Linked DNA regions of Mus musculus: region 1 is linked to region 2. Evidence: chromatin contacts called from public ChIA-PET data. All regions are on one chromosome and are shown on one strand. Each heading gives the region's core, a stretch centred on a gene start, on an enhancer-like site or on the middle of the called end of the contact. The rest is flanking DNA. Distances are from core to core; before and after follow the strand shown. Region 1 overlaps Cxcr5 (chemokine (C-X-C motif) receptor 5). Region 2 has its middle 15 kb from the start of Gm30373.

The links. ChIA-PET counts read pairs in DNA pulled down with a chosen protein or histone mark.
Region 1: a contact with region 2 is called in an RNA polymerase II ChIA-PET map of memory CD8 T cells, with 31 read pairs. The contact joins two enhancer-like sites. A contact is called at or near these places in 1 of 15 datasets of contacts at CTCF or cohesin (embryonic stem cells), 5 of 484 Hi-C or Micro-C datasets (the G1E-ER4 cell line, the P5424 cell line, embryonic stem cells and 1 more) and 1 of 115 datasets of contacts at active chromatin or transcription factors (memory CD8 T cells).

The regions. Positions count from the first base shown.
Region 1 is chr9:44,510,614-44,518,077 of GRCm38.p6, reverse strand. Cxcr5 (chemokine (C-X-C motif) receptor 5) reads left to right here. Exons shown (of 2, transcript NM_007551.3): 2 at 3,777-6,291. The coding sequence ends at 4,844. Bcl9l (B cell CLL/lymphoma 9-like) reads right to left here. Exons shown (of 9, transcript NM_030256.3): 9 at 6,172-7,464. Among named protein-coding and RNA genes, the nearest start is that of Cxcr5, 12 kb to the left of the region's middle. Within about 2 kb of position 2,612, at least 160 of the 459 cell types and tissues checked have an H3K27ac peak or open chromatin away from gene starts, as enhancers often do. A contact at or near this core is called in the P5424 cell line and memory CD8 T cells, where this site is marked.
Region 2 is chr9:43,985,523-43,992,394 of GRCm38.p6, reverse strand. No RefSeq gene overlaps it. Among named protein-coding and RNA genes, the nearest start is that of Gm30373, 15 kb to the right of the region's middle. Within about 2 kb of position 2,989, at least 52 of the 459 cell types and tissues checked have an H3K27ac peak or open chromatin away from gene starts, as enhancers often do. A contact at or near this core is called in the P5424 cell line and memory CD8 T cells, where this site is marked.

The DNA of each region.
Region 1 (7,464 bases), core at 1,363-3,862, 530 kb before region 2:
ATGAGGGTTTCTGCTGCCTTTTGTAGCCAAGAATGAGGGAGCCATTCATCCCATCGCTGACAATGCACTCTTCCCAGTGTGTTAGCTAGGCCAGCTCCCTTTGACAGCATCTTTCCACCAGGCCAGAGCCAACCCTACCTAAGGCTTCTCTCTAGGGTTTGATGGAGAGGAGAAGTACCCAAGCTCCTGTGTATGGGGAGTGGCTTTAACACTTGTCGAGCTTCAAAAATGTTTGACACCTTCTGTTGATTTATACCACACTAGCTTCCTCCCATCTTCTCCTCCTCTGAAGACTTTACCAAAACAATACCTGTTGGCATGGAGGAAGAGACAGACCCTCACCCCCTTACCTGTCCCAGTGGGAATATCGCACTGATTGAACTTCAAGTGGAAAGGAAGTTCACTAGCCTAGATAAAAACTTGAGCCGTTATCATGAAAGGCCTTTAGGCCAGACAGGCTGGCTAGACTCACATGCTCCCCTAGATAGGTTCGGCTGTTACCAAGGTGAATCATCACATCTCCACCATCTGCCTGATGCCTGTGCTCACCAGTTCACCCCACAGCTTCCCCCTCCACCTCCTACTGCAGAGTCAGAGTCAAATAGCTCTACTCAGTTCTACTGGAAACAACTCCCTAAAGGGATAGAGAGCCCAAGTTAGACTCCAGAGGCAGAGTTTACAGACAGATGCAAACGTGTAAATCCCTGCTGAGCCCCAGATGGAGTCAACTTGGGGGCCTTGAAGGAAGGCAAGAGTTTAGAGAGGTGGACTTGAAAAAGGAGCGAAGGTGACAGGAAGCTGCCTGGGTTGCTGGGGACAGGTGGCTGTGGCACACATACCTGAGGAATAGCATGTCTGGTGCAGTGAAGTCGTAGGTAAGGTCTAATACATCAAAGGAGTGTACATTTGGGAGAAATTTATTTTTGCAGGGCTGAGGCTCAAACTCTGGGCCCTGTATATGCTAGGCAAGCATCTACCTGCTGAGATGCACTGCCAGGACTACTTTAGATAAAAATGTAAAGGCCTTCTACCTGGGGCATTGAAGCCCTATCTAACAGGTCTATTGTTTTCAAGAGTTGTAGGGCCATTCTCTCTCTCACAGGCTGTTTTTGCACACGCTAGGCAAGGGCTCTACTCCAAAAATGTTTGTTTGTTATAGAGACCCAAGCAATACTTGCCAGCCTGGAACTCATGTAGATGAAACTGTCTTTGAGCCCTTCATCTCCTGGCTCTTCTCTCTAGTGTTAGGATAACAGCCTGAGCCACCATACCTAGCCATATATATAAATGGTTTTACTATTGTATACGATATCAGAAAAACAAGACAAAAGACACCTGTTTCTTACAGGTGATGGGGAGTCATTAAAGGACACTAGATCTATAGGGCCTAGTTAGGTGTGGTTATTTGACCTGTGTAGGTGTAGATTTGGTTTGTTTGTTTTTGAGACATAGTCTGGCTATACCGACAATGGAACTCAAATCGTGGGCTTAAGCCACCCTCCCCCCTCAGCTCCTGAGAAGTGCAGGGCTGGGATGTGAGTACGAGGAAGCTCCCCCTGTCCACTGGGTAGGAAGTGGAAAAGAACAGAAACAGTAGTTAGAAAAGGACCCATAAGGCCGGAGCGAGGCTCCAAGGTCAAGAGCACTTGCTACTCTTGCAGAGGACTGGGGTTCAATTCCTAGCACCCACATAGTGATTTCCACCATCTGTAACCTCAGTTCCAAGGAAACCAGGGCCTTCTTCTGACCTCCATGGGCACTAGGCGGTCACATGCACACATACACACAGGCGCAGGCAAAACTCTCATACACGGAAAATAAAAAGGTTTGAAGTCTAATTTAAAAAAAAAATGAAAGAAAAGTAAGGGGAAAGACCCATAGAGAGACAGGATGGGGGACAGGATAAGGTGACGGCAGAAGAAGGGACACTGGAGAGTGGGTAGATAGTGCTGCCATTGTACCATGTGTCCCCATCCTCTCTGAAAGAGCCACCTGCTCTAGGGACCAAAAGACCAAGATGGGGAATCAGTTTACCCATCAGGGGAAGTGAGTGTGTCACCCACAACAGTGTGCCTGGTGGCAAGAAAGATTTAAGGTAACCATGAACCAACCCCTACTGGCAGGAGCCCCTCACTCTCCTCAAAGGGGGTCAGCACAGAGACGAGATCGCCAGAGCCTAGAGGACAGAACAGCCCACTGTCTCTTACTTCCCTGGGGCCCATCACTTATATCACTGTGTTTTGAACCCATAGTAGTTCGGGTGTAATTGGTTTTGTATTGCCCAGGGAGGAGGTTGACCAGGGCAGGGCAGGGCAGGAAGAACAGAGTAAGGAGCTGAGGAAACGCAGGTGCAGGGCAGCTGTGAGTGAAAGGTATGAAAACAGGCACCCTGTCTTCCTCTGTGGTTAGCAGGCAAACAACCTGAGAGCTGGGGTGATGGAGGGCAGTGGCAGATGGGGAGGAGGACGCGGAGGTAGGGACTTCCGGAGATATAACAGGCACGCCCCCTTCTTTTCCACTCAGAAAACGCTTCCTCCCTACCCTGCGCCTAGTCTCCCTGTGTGTGACTCATATTTGCCTCCGCTGCTGGGTTCCTGTGCCTAGGGAGTTTACTCTCTGCTTGGGAAGTAGCTGGAAACTTAGGCTCCGCCCCTTTCCCAGAAGCCTTTGGAGGGAAGTGTGGGTAGTAGCTCTCATTGTAGCGTTATTGATTGACTAAAGACAGGCAAACGTGCCTTTAAGCAAACCTCCTCTTTGAGCAAGACAGGTCTGTAAAATAAGAGGAAGATTACATACCTCAAGCGTGTGTGGATTAAACCAAATAGGAGGCCATTTCCTCAGTTTCAGCAATAATCAAGACAGGAAGAAGGGGAGAAATTTAGAGGAAGTAAGCCAGCTACATCAGCACTCAACCATTCCCCACCCCCAGTGAGAGCTTAGATTTACTACCCACTGTCCTTACAGAATTGGAATATTGGCTTCTTGTTCCTATCAGGTTCCATTCCCAAATGTCAGTACTGACTGCAATCCCTAAGCCTTCCATCTTTAAGAACACCCTACCACTTTGTGAGTGACTACTGGTCCAGTTTACATACAAACAAACGAACAAAAACGAAAGAAAAGAAGAGAAAAGAAAAGACCTGAAGTTTCAGGCCAGGGATGTGGCTCAGTGGTGGAACAGTTGCTCAGCACTACCAAAAATTAGAATAAAAAATTATATTTAAGAGACAGGGCGGGGCTGGTGAGATGGCTCAGTGGGTAAGAGCACCCGACTGTTCTTCCGAAGGTCCAGAGTTCAAATCCCAGCAACCACATGGTGGCTCACAACCATCTGTAACAAGATCTGACTCCCTCTTCTGGAGTGTCTGAAGACAGCTACAGTGTACTTACATACAATAAATAAATAAATCTTAAAAAAAAAAAAAAAAAAAAAGAGACAGGGCATGGGGGCATGTGCCTTTAATCCCAGAACCCAGCAAGCAGAGACTACCCAAAGCTCAGGTCAACCTGGTCTACATAGTAAATTCCAAGCTAGCCAAGGCTATAGAGGGAGATCCTGTCTAAAATAAATATGCAGAAGGGAGGAAGGAGGGTAAAGATGGCATGCTTAAGGACAGGCCAAGAGGAAACAGAATAGTACAGACAAAAAGCATTAGCCTGGAAGGACAGGAAACCTCACAGGTGGCAGCTTCCTCTCAGAGGAAAAAAGAAGAAGAAGAAGAAGAAGAAGAAGATATGGCTATCGTTTTCATTTCTCTTTCTTTTGGTCCTTACAGTACAAGGAACTGGCCTTCTACAGTAACAGCACGGAGATTCCCCTACAGGACAGTAACTTCTGCTCTACAGTCGAGGGACCCTTACTGACGTCCTTTAAGGCGGTATTCATGCCTGTGGCCTACAGCCTCATCTTCCTCCTGGGTATGATGGGAAACATCCTGGTGCTGGTAATCCTGGAGAGGCACCGGCACACGCGGAGCTCAACCGAGACCTTCCTGTTCCACCTCGCAGTAGCCGACCTTCTCTTAGTCTTCATCCTGCCTTTTGCAGTGGCTGAGGGCTCTGTGGGTTGGGTCCTAGGGACCTTCCTCTGCAAAACTGTGATCGCTCTGCACAAGATCAATTTCTACTGCAGCAGCCTGCTGCTGGCCTGTATAGCTGTAGACCGGTACCTAGCCATCGTCCATGCTGTTCACGCCTACCGCCGCCGTCGACTCCTCTCCATCCACATCACCTGCACGGCCATTTGGCTGGCCGGCTTCCTGTTCGCCTTACCGGAACTCCTCTTTGCCAAGGTTGGCCAACCTCATAACAACGACTCCTTACCACAGTGCACCTTCTCCCAGGAAAACGAAGCGGAAACTAGAGCCTGGTTCACCTCCCGTTTCCTCTACCACATCGGGGGCTTCCTACTACCGATGCTTGTGATGGGATGGTGTTACGTGGGCGTGGTCCACAGGCTACTGCAGGCCCAGCGGCGCCCTCAGCGGCAGAAGGCGGTCAGGGTGGCCATTTTAGTGACAAGCATTTTCTTCCTCTGCTGGTCGCCCTACCACATTGTCATCTTCCTAGATACACTGGAGAGGCTGAAGGCTGTGAATAGCAGCTGCGAGCTGAGTGGCTATCTCTCTGTGGCCATCACCTTGTGTGAATTCCTGGGCCTGGCACACTGCTGTCTCAATCCCATGCTCTACACCTTCGCTGGCGTAAAGTTCCGCAGTGACCTCTCTCGGCTTCTGACCAAGCTGGGCTGTGCTGGCCCGGCCTCCCTTTGCCAACTTTTCCCCAACTGGCGCAAGAGTAGTCTCTCTGAGTCAGAGAATGCTACTTCCCTCACCACCTTCTAGATCCCGGAAGTCTCGGGGCCCCTGTCTGTTTCTGTTTTCCTTGGGAGGATAAAGTGGTGGCGGAACCCATCCAACTCGAGCTTGGGCCAGTGTCCCCAGATGGGAAAGCTAGATAAACTCTCTCAAACTTTCCCAAAGGGGAAAGCAGCCCAAAGGCAAAGCAAGCTATATCCAGGCCACCTGTATCACCTTAGATGAAGAGAACTCCATACACCTCCCATCCTAACCAGCTAAAGCTAAGCTCAGCTTTATTTCTTCCTGGCCATAGGGACAACCACCTCTGCTGTGGCCCACAGTCTCATCTTCCTCCTGATTATGAGCCCAGACTCTCCTCCCAGAATGTATTCCATCATCTTAAAGACTACTGGCTGCCACAGCTACCCACCACTCCTATACCACAGAGGAATAGCCAGCTGGCGGCGGCAGACTATGGCCTTAATGTGCCTGTCTCATAAATACAGACTTCATGCCAGACCTTCAACCGTGCCTTTCTCTTAACCAAGCAGAAAGCTGAAACCGATCTACTTTAGGTAGCTGTCTGGTTCCAACCTAACCAGCATTGGGTCAGCCCCATGTTACTGGATCTTGGATTACAGACTGAGGGCAAGTTCCAGAAGGTTCTGGAAGCTAGCCAGTATCCTAAGAAGAGTAAAGGGCAAGCCAGCAGGAAAGAGGCCCAGTGGAAAAGTGGAAAGACACCTTTTCCAGGCTCTAAGGAAGAACAAGTAAAAATCAAACCCAGCTGTCTTCTCCACCCATTGTACCAAAGCTTACAGACTGGTGGGGAAATGAGATCCAGGGCCCTCGTGGATTCTACGCACCAATGGGGAAGGAAGCCAACTTGCCTGGGGAAAGCAAGATAGCAAAGTGGTCCTAGCCTCAAGAGAGGGGACACCTAGCTAAGAGAATGACGACAGAGGTTCCTGTCTTCATTAGGCAGAGGCAATATAAGAAGCCAACCTGGGCAGGCAAGTCCTCAAACCCCAGGAAGGCAGTACCCTGCCCCTGGGAGGGTACCACTCACATGGAACCAGAGGAAGCTGCTCCATGCATACATAGGGGAAGTTAGCAGGCAATTCTGAGCTCGGCTTCCTCCCAGCCACCGATCTGGGGGCGTGGGGGTAGGAAGCAGAGTTGCCTAGTACCACTCAAGCCAACCGTACAAGCTCCCTGGGGGATCCCACTGGGGAAACCAATGCTATAGCTTCAGAGACTGTATCCTCATTGCAGAACCGTGAAGACACCTGGGGACCCCCTTTTCTGCTCCCAGCATCCAACAACCAGCTGGGAAGAGGCAAACCGGGCACAGAAATAAAAATGCAAGAGATGGCATTTTTGAATTTTCTCTTTTTAATAAAAAGGCACCTATAAAACAGGTCAATACAGGCAGAGACCCCCGGAACAAGCCTAAAAAGTGTTTCAAAATAAAAACAGGAAGATGTCTTCACATATTGTATTTATATATTTATATTTTATATATATATTTATATAATGGTACAAAATGGCTGGGGTATGGCCATGGATGGAGGGAGAAGGCTGGCCTGTGGAGATCACCTTGGGAAGCTAGTGGTAGAGGTGGGAGACGAGGGCACAAGAAGAGGGCATTGGGCCCTTTGTGGCCGGAGCCCTCTCCTTGGAGCAGGGCAGGCTAGACAGTCTGGGCAGGGTAGGGATGTGGGTGGGGGCACAAGGCCCAGATGGAAGCAGGGAGGGCAGTGTCTGGCAGGAAGGACAGGTTTCCACCCACCTCTCAACACAAGAGACCTTGGCTATGGTCCCTGGGAGGAGCAGGGGAAGCCAGGGGCCTGCAGCCAGCTCTGGAGGGGGCTTGGTGCCTGGCCTGGCTGATGGTGGACAGCACCAGACTGGGAGAAGTGGGCACAAATTCCCTTTGTATTACAGCTGCCAAGGCAAAACCAGGCCCTGCAGGTCAGAAAGGCTGGGGACAGGGCCCTGGTAAAAGACACCCTGTCTAGAATGGCCCTTGGCCCTGGAGGCAGGACAGGAAAGGCCTTAGCCAGGGAGCTGCCCGCCACCTTACAAGGCAGGAAAGGACGTGAGAAAAACAGAAGTAGTTTACTCCTGGGGCCAAAGGGGACAAAACACCCATTCCTGTATGGCTTGAGTCTGACCAGGGGCGGGTGAGGGGCTCTCCTGGGAAGTCAGAGGAGAGGCAGTGGCTGTGTCTGGTGGGCATAGACAGATCTGGTGCATGGCCCTGAGCCCTGGACAGAAGGACCTTGCAGAGAGTAGGCAGGCAGAGGAGGCAACAGGATGTTCTCGCTCACACTGCCTTCCCTCGCTCTGCACTAGAGGTGGAGGGCCAACTCTGTACCTTCCTTCTTTGGTGAGAAGCAAGTGGTGGTTTCTAGAAGAGTCCATGCCCTGAAGGGTTACCTGGCCCACGGCTACTGCAGCCAGGGTCCCAGCATCCTAACCCCTCCATAGCTCCATTCTATGGGGCCACACGCTGCCCCTTCCTTCTCGCCTTTTATCCTAGAATGGGGATAAAGGGCTTCAAGTTCTGGCTAAGATGTAGCAGCAGAGGCACCCAGGCTGGGGGCCCTATGTCACTGGTGTGGGTAAACACATGTACATGTGCGCACCTGCTCTCTGGAAA
Region 2 (6,872 bases), core at 1,740-4,239:
TTCCACTTAGACCCCTGAGGAAGCTTCATTTCTAGTTCAGTGGTGTTGAAGATGGGAGGAGCTTTAAGAGGTGAGCTGGCCATTAAGAAGTTCCAACATGCTTCTTGAGGGAGGGAGTTTTTGGGCTGGATCGGCAGCTGCGAACAGGGGTTGTTACACAGAAGGGCAAGCAAGCAAGGCTGTTCCTCTTGTTCACCAGCAGCCGCTTGCCCTTCTGTGTTCTCCCATGGATTGAAGCAGTTGGTCAACACCACGATGGGCTTCCGTGCCTCCAGAAGGGTGGTCCAAGATAAACTTTTTTCCCATCTCAGCCTTTGGTATTTTGTTATAGCAACTGAAAACAGACTAATACACCTATCTAATGAAAGTTTAGGAGAAGAAAGTGAGAGAGATAGGCAGTATGGGAGCAGATATGGAAGTCACTTTTTAAAATTCATATACAATCCTGGAGACTAGCGTAGAAGGTTTCAATAGACCTTTTGGGTTTCGATGAGGCAAATAAAGACCAGCAATGATAAAAGGAATAGTGGAGTGGGATGGAGACATGGCTTTGAGATAGGGTGCTTGCCTGGTGTACACACGAGATGCTGGGTTTCATGGCCAGCACCAAAAAAGAACAGAAGAAGCACTGATCCCACCCCCATGGAGGAGGGGCAGGGTTAGTGTTGAGGGATGGACCCTAGGGGTTGCCATGGATACTGGCCACAGCACCTTCCTTTCCTCTTTGCTTGGTTCCCAGGTTGGGGGACCATTGCCCAGTGTCCTGAAGTGATAAGGGAGAACTGCATTTTGTATAGTTCCATGCTACAGAAGCCCATACTGCTTGCTGCATGGCCTTGGCTGTCTTGGAGTCCACAGTTCACTGGGGCTTCATTAGAGTCTGTTAGCATCAGAATTCTTGTGAGTGCCAGGCAGCTGGGCCTGGCTTTGGGCACTTGCTGGAAGCTCTTAGAAGTCAGATCTTTCAGAGGCAAGCGAGTCTGGAATGGGTTTCTGAGTGCTGAGGTATTGATCACCAAAGCCATGGTACCTGGGGGAGTGTGAATTTCCAGGCCTTTTACTTCCAGCTCTGAGTAACCCGGGTTCTCTAGAAGTGGCTTTTCTTTTCTTTCTTTTTTCTTTTCTCTTTTCTTTCCTTTTTTCTTTCTGTTTTTTTTTTTTTTTCTTTTTGACAAGGGTCAGTCCTGTTCTATTGTTTGGATAGTAAGTGTGGCATTCCTTCAGGCTGCCTGAGTAGGGGTCAGTAGTCCACTGTTGGGCTAGGTCAGATTTTCTCTAAGTTACTCTGCTAAGAATGGATGGAGAGCTTATTTCGAGCTTGGATCCCCAGACCCTGGCCCCAGGGTACCTGGTTCTGAGTCTGCCACCAGAACCACCATCTGCTGGTCTGGAACCTGACTGGTCAAAGTTCTTGTTCCAAATTTTGGCTTTTACTGAGGGCCAGTTTGATATACTCAGGGTCTGTCTGTGTTGGGCCCCAAAGCTAAAAGGCCAAGAAATAACAAATGAAACAAACCAGCCAGCTCAGGGCAGAGTGATGAACGTTGGTCCCCAGCATGGCCAGTGCCTCCTGGGAGCAACACAGAGACTGGAGGTCTCTGAAGGGACAGGCACTGTGGGTGGGTCTCAAGAGAGAAGGACAAAGCTATTCCAAGTCAAGGAGGCTGCTTTAAAAGGAAGCAAAGGTCTCCTTCCGCTGGTGAGGGCAGTCTGAGCTCTTCCTTCTGGCTAGGGAGGGAGCAGGAGCTGGGATAGCTTGGGACACACTTGGGGGCCATGCTGCCAACAGCAAATGTATGTGACCAGGTCTGCTTTCTGGGGGAACAGATCAGAGGTGAATCAGGCTCTGAGCTCCAAATGCACTCGGTCCTGCCCCCGGTGACCTTCAGACCGGAGCAGGTAGCTCACCTTCTCTGATCCTTACCCGAGGCCCACAAGTAAGATGGCGAGCACCCAGAGCTGAAGCACTTAGGAGGCTGAGACCAGGAGGCTTGGGAGTTCAAGGTCAGCCTGGGCTACCTTACACAAACAAAGAGTAAAATAGGCCTGTGGTGTGTCTAATACACGAGGTCATTGGAAACAGGAAGGCACACAGGAAAGCTCTTCCGCAGGGCCGGGAGCCCAATGACTCAATAAAATAATGTCCTTTGTTTCTCTGTTTGTGATCGGCAGCTGGCGGGCAGGGCTGTGGGCCGGAGCTGGTGTGGAGTTCCGTCTTCACATCTGGAGGATTGCAGGGGTATGGAAAGATGAGAGTGTATGAAAGAATTGGGGTACCTGTGGGTAAGACTGGTGTCTCAGACAAATATCAGCAAGTGAAAATCTGGGGCACCCTCCTTCCATGGGTGGCAGATTCCAGGCTGCCCCATGGAGATCTTAGTAATTTGGAAGAAAGGGGGTTCTGGGTCAAATTTTGAAAAACATCATGCTTGAGAGGCTGCCTGAGGAGAGAATCTGGAGAGAAGTTAGGAGAGGGATATGGGGGAGGAGGAGAACACCAGCCACTGCAGGGGTGGGCTGAGGGTGTGGCCACACTGCTGACAGTGACAGGCCAGTGGACCAAACTGCAGAAGACCAAGGTGCCCTTCAGGCGGCAGCAGGGAACGGAAGGGTTTAGAGGGCACTGGGCAGGCCGTTGAGAGGATTCAAGGCCAAGGGAATGGTGTTGTGTGCTGGTTCCATGTGGAACGGAGAGAGCTCTGGCCTGAGAGAAACTTCCATGCCAGGAGGCAGGAGCAGGCAGGGGTCAAAATGTTTCATGTGGCCAAGGGGTGCAAAGTGGGATGCTGGGAGAGCTCTGATGCTGAGTTAGGGGGAGGGGAGTGCTCTACATTAGGGCAAGGAGGGAGGAGGAAGAAAGCCACGAGGAAAACCTTTGGTTAGAAGGAGAGGGGGGGGCATTACAGAGATGGCTGAGCTGGTAAAGACATGCTTGTATCGATGGAGGAGGACATGAAGTGGGTGGGGCATATCCTGTCTCTCCCACAGGGCCTGCACCCTGGGGCTGTGTTTGTGTGTGTCTCAAAGAGACACAGGAGCTGGACCTGGCCGGTTAACATGGGCGCTGACTCAGCTTTCTTCCCGGATTTGTCGTCTGTGTGGTCCATCTGCCCCCTCCCCCAACCCCAGTTATATCTTGTGTTTTTGATTTGGTCCCCTTAATAAATGGCTGGGAAAGGAGAATGGAATTCAAACCACATCCTGGGGTAATGAGATCTTTAAGGGGCTTTTCTTCCTTTTTTCCCCAATGCTAGAACCTGCTCCCTGCCCTCCTTGGAGAGACACAGATCTCTGATTGCCTGATGAAATCCAGTTCCATTTCCAAATAGAACTCAGCTGGCACAATCCCAGCAGCGGGTGCGAAAGCTTTGAGGAGAGCAAGAGAGTCTCTTGTGATCACGATGGAATGGCCACAGGCTGGTTCTTGGGGAGAGTGTGGCCAAGCTGGAAGGAAAGAGAGAGGATTTTCATGGAAAACCTGGCAGATTAGCATGCAGGCCTCTGGTTTTCATCCTGGAGTATGCAGAAGGCTCAGAGCTAACTGTGAGAGCCCTCATGCTGGGTGGGAGAGGTCAGGGACCAGGGTCACACTGCCCAGGAGATGGCTGTCTAGGATGCAAGTCAGATTCCCACTCTGGGGCCAGGGTGGAGTGTGGGTGTGCTGGTGGAGAGTGGGGTGGGGAGCAGTCTGAAGCAGGTTACAATCTGCTCTCCCGAGCCTCCTTATGGCCACTTCCCTTTGGCTTTAGTGACTGGGCTGGGATCAGTGCCTGCCACCCACTTACTGGGGATGAGGACTGGGGTTCCTCTCCAGCTAAGAGTCCCCTGACAGGGTCTAGCTCTAGCTCCTGGCCTTTCATCCTGGGACAGCGGCCACCTTTCTCTACTTCTCCTGACCCTGGGCTACTGCTTTACTGTGAGGTCTCTAAAGGTTAAGTTCCTCAGATAGCATCCCATCAGCCCCTATAAGGAATGTACACGGGCAAGGAACAGGCTCCTCCTGTAGCTGCCTCTCCAAAAGCTATCACAGACCTGCACCTGAAGGGCTTCTCCTTGCCCACCTGTGGCTTCTGTCCAGGTAGAGCTGAGGACCTCGTCCTGCCTATTGGAAACATTTGTGTCGCCTTCTCCACAAATCATGGTAGAGGCTGGAGTCCTGAAACTAGGCTCTCCCAGCTGTCCTGGGCATGCGACAGGAAGAGGCGTGACTAGAGACATGTGTGTTCTAGTATGTGGGTGTGAGCTTTCCTGTACCCTCAAGCAGTGGCTGTCTCCTGGGTTGGCTCAGTTCTCTGGAGCTAACGACATGGAACCCGGATACTGCCATACTCCACCTTGGTGATGATGGACTGAAACTGATCCCATAAGCCAGCCCCAATTAAGTGTTGTCTGTGCAAGAGTTGCCTTGGTCATGGCATCTGTTCACAGCAGTGAAACACTAAGACACTTCCCCTGTGGACACTCTAGAGGGCTTGTGTTTGAATACTTGAGTGGGGATAGAGGTAGGAAGGCTGAGCCCTATCTCTTAGGGACAGCAGGGGAATCTGCCACGTATGGTGGGGCAGACAGCCTTTATACTCAGCCATCCTTCATCTGCCACTGGACAGTTGTGCCCTCACCTGGATATGCAGTCCTACTAAGAGGTCCTGTCGCACTTCTGCAGTGACTCCCAGCTCTAGTCTTCTGCCTTAGCTCAGGTCCCCGAGTGCTACATATAACATACTTTTCCAGATCTCCTTGGCCTGGTACTCAAGACCCCTACTCAGACACGAGGGTTGCCCATGGCCAACTTTCCCTTCTGATACTTTCAGTCATACCCACTGACCTCTTCCAGTCTAGAAGACCTTGGGTCTTCTCTTGTTTTGCACCCCAGAGAGTGTACAACCTGGCACCTGTCCCATCCCTCCTCCCCTCGCCACTTCACCCCTCCTCTGCTCTACAAGTCACTCTTGCCTATGAGCATGAACTCCATGTTGCTACAACCCTATCCCCTTTTTAGTCCTCCCTGTCCCCTCTCTAGTCCTCCCTGTCCCCTCTCTAGTCCTCCCTGTTCCCTTTCTAGTTCTCCCTGTACCTTCTCTAGTCCTCCCTTCCCCCTCTCTAGTCCTCCCTTTGTCCTCTCTCTAGTCCTCCCTTTTTCCCCTCTCTAGTTTTTCCTATCACCTCTCTAGTCCTCCCTCCTATAGCTCTCATTTGGGCATGCATAGCAGTTTCCTCCTCAGAGCACACCCTTTCCTGTGTACACTCTCTGCTATCCTTGTGGCCTCCCTGGTGGCCTTGGGGCCACAGCTTTGTGTGGCTAGGAAACAAATGCTTTGAACACATTGAGCAAAGTTTTGCTGCTTCCCTGGGGCTGAGCAAGGGCAATAGTGGTACCTGCTTGGAGTCCTTAACAGACTGGATTGTGTTCTTCCCACCAATGCATTCGTTCTACCAACCCCAGGTAGACCAGCCAATACTTGGCTGTGCTTGGAGGTGGCCCTTTGAAAGGGACATCAATGCAAACTGAGGACAGATGGACAGGCCCTAATCCAATATGACTGATGTCTAACCCCAAGTTCATCTTGGGATCCTGACATGAAACTGAAGTTTAAATAGAAGGAGTGACGTGGTTCTGCCCAGCAGGGACTCTTCATTGTCTCAGCTCGGGAAGACATCTCTGAGAGACAGGATCTTCCTCTGGCTTGCTCCAGGGCCCCAGTCTTTACCTCCTTCCAGCACAAGCTTCTGGGTTGTAATTCTAATTTACTGTGGGACCGTTGTTTCGTTAGTAAGATGGGCAAGGGAGGGGCAAGAGCGTCCCTCTAGAAAGGATCTTCAGTCATGCCACTCTGGCTGCAGTGTCCCCAGGACAGCTTGGAGTTGCACGGGGGGTGGGGTGGGGTGGGTGGGGGGGAGGGATGAGGGCACTGCGGTCCTTTGAGGTGAGGGTACTGGGAGGCGTAGACTTCAGGGCAGGGGTGGAAGGCTGGAGTCAGGGAGGCAGAGGGGACAGGATGATGTATCTGGTTGAGGGCTATTGGGTCATGCCATCCATGGCCACACACTGCACATATATTAGTGACAAGATCAAAATTGTCTTGGGTGCCTAGAACTTTGGGTGCCTGAAGACACTGAACTCAGCAGAGGGTAGGGACTGTAGTAGTCAGGGTTCTCTAGAGGAAGAGAAGGACTCTCTCTCTCTTTACATACATACATATATATATATTATATAATATATTATCTATATTACATGATATATAATATGTAACATATTATATATAATGTTATCTATACATCTAATATACATATATATAGATATATTAGATATACATATATGTGTATATATGTATATTCCATATACATATATATGGAATTACATGGAATTTATTAGTTTATATGGAATTTATTAGCATGCCTTGAGGCTGTGGTCCAGCTTGTCCAACAATGGCTGCCTACCAACAGATATCCAAGAACTCTAACACCAGTGAAGGAGAACACTTGCCTGTGAGCGTTTGAACAGGCAGGCAAAGAGCAAAAGCGTCCCTTTTCCATGCCTTTTGTATAGGCTGCCAATGGAAGGTGTGGCCCAGATTTTAGGGTGGGTTTTCTGACCTCAAATGATCTGGACTTAGGGTGGGCCTTCCGACCTCAAATGATCTAATGATTCAATCAAGAAAAAATCCCTCACAGATGTACCCAGCCACTTGGGCTTTAGTTAATTCCAGATGTAATCAAGTTGACAACCAAGAATAGCCACCACAGGGATCTACCTCAGTAGTAGGGCAGCGACCTAGATGTGCAGGACCCTGGTTATATCCCTAAGACTCCGGGAACAGAACCAGGAGAGGGCAGTGGATGGATTGGCTAAAGGGCAGGAGGAAGTTCAAGGC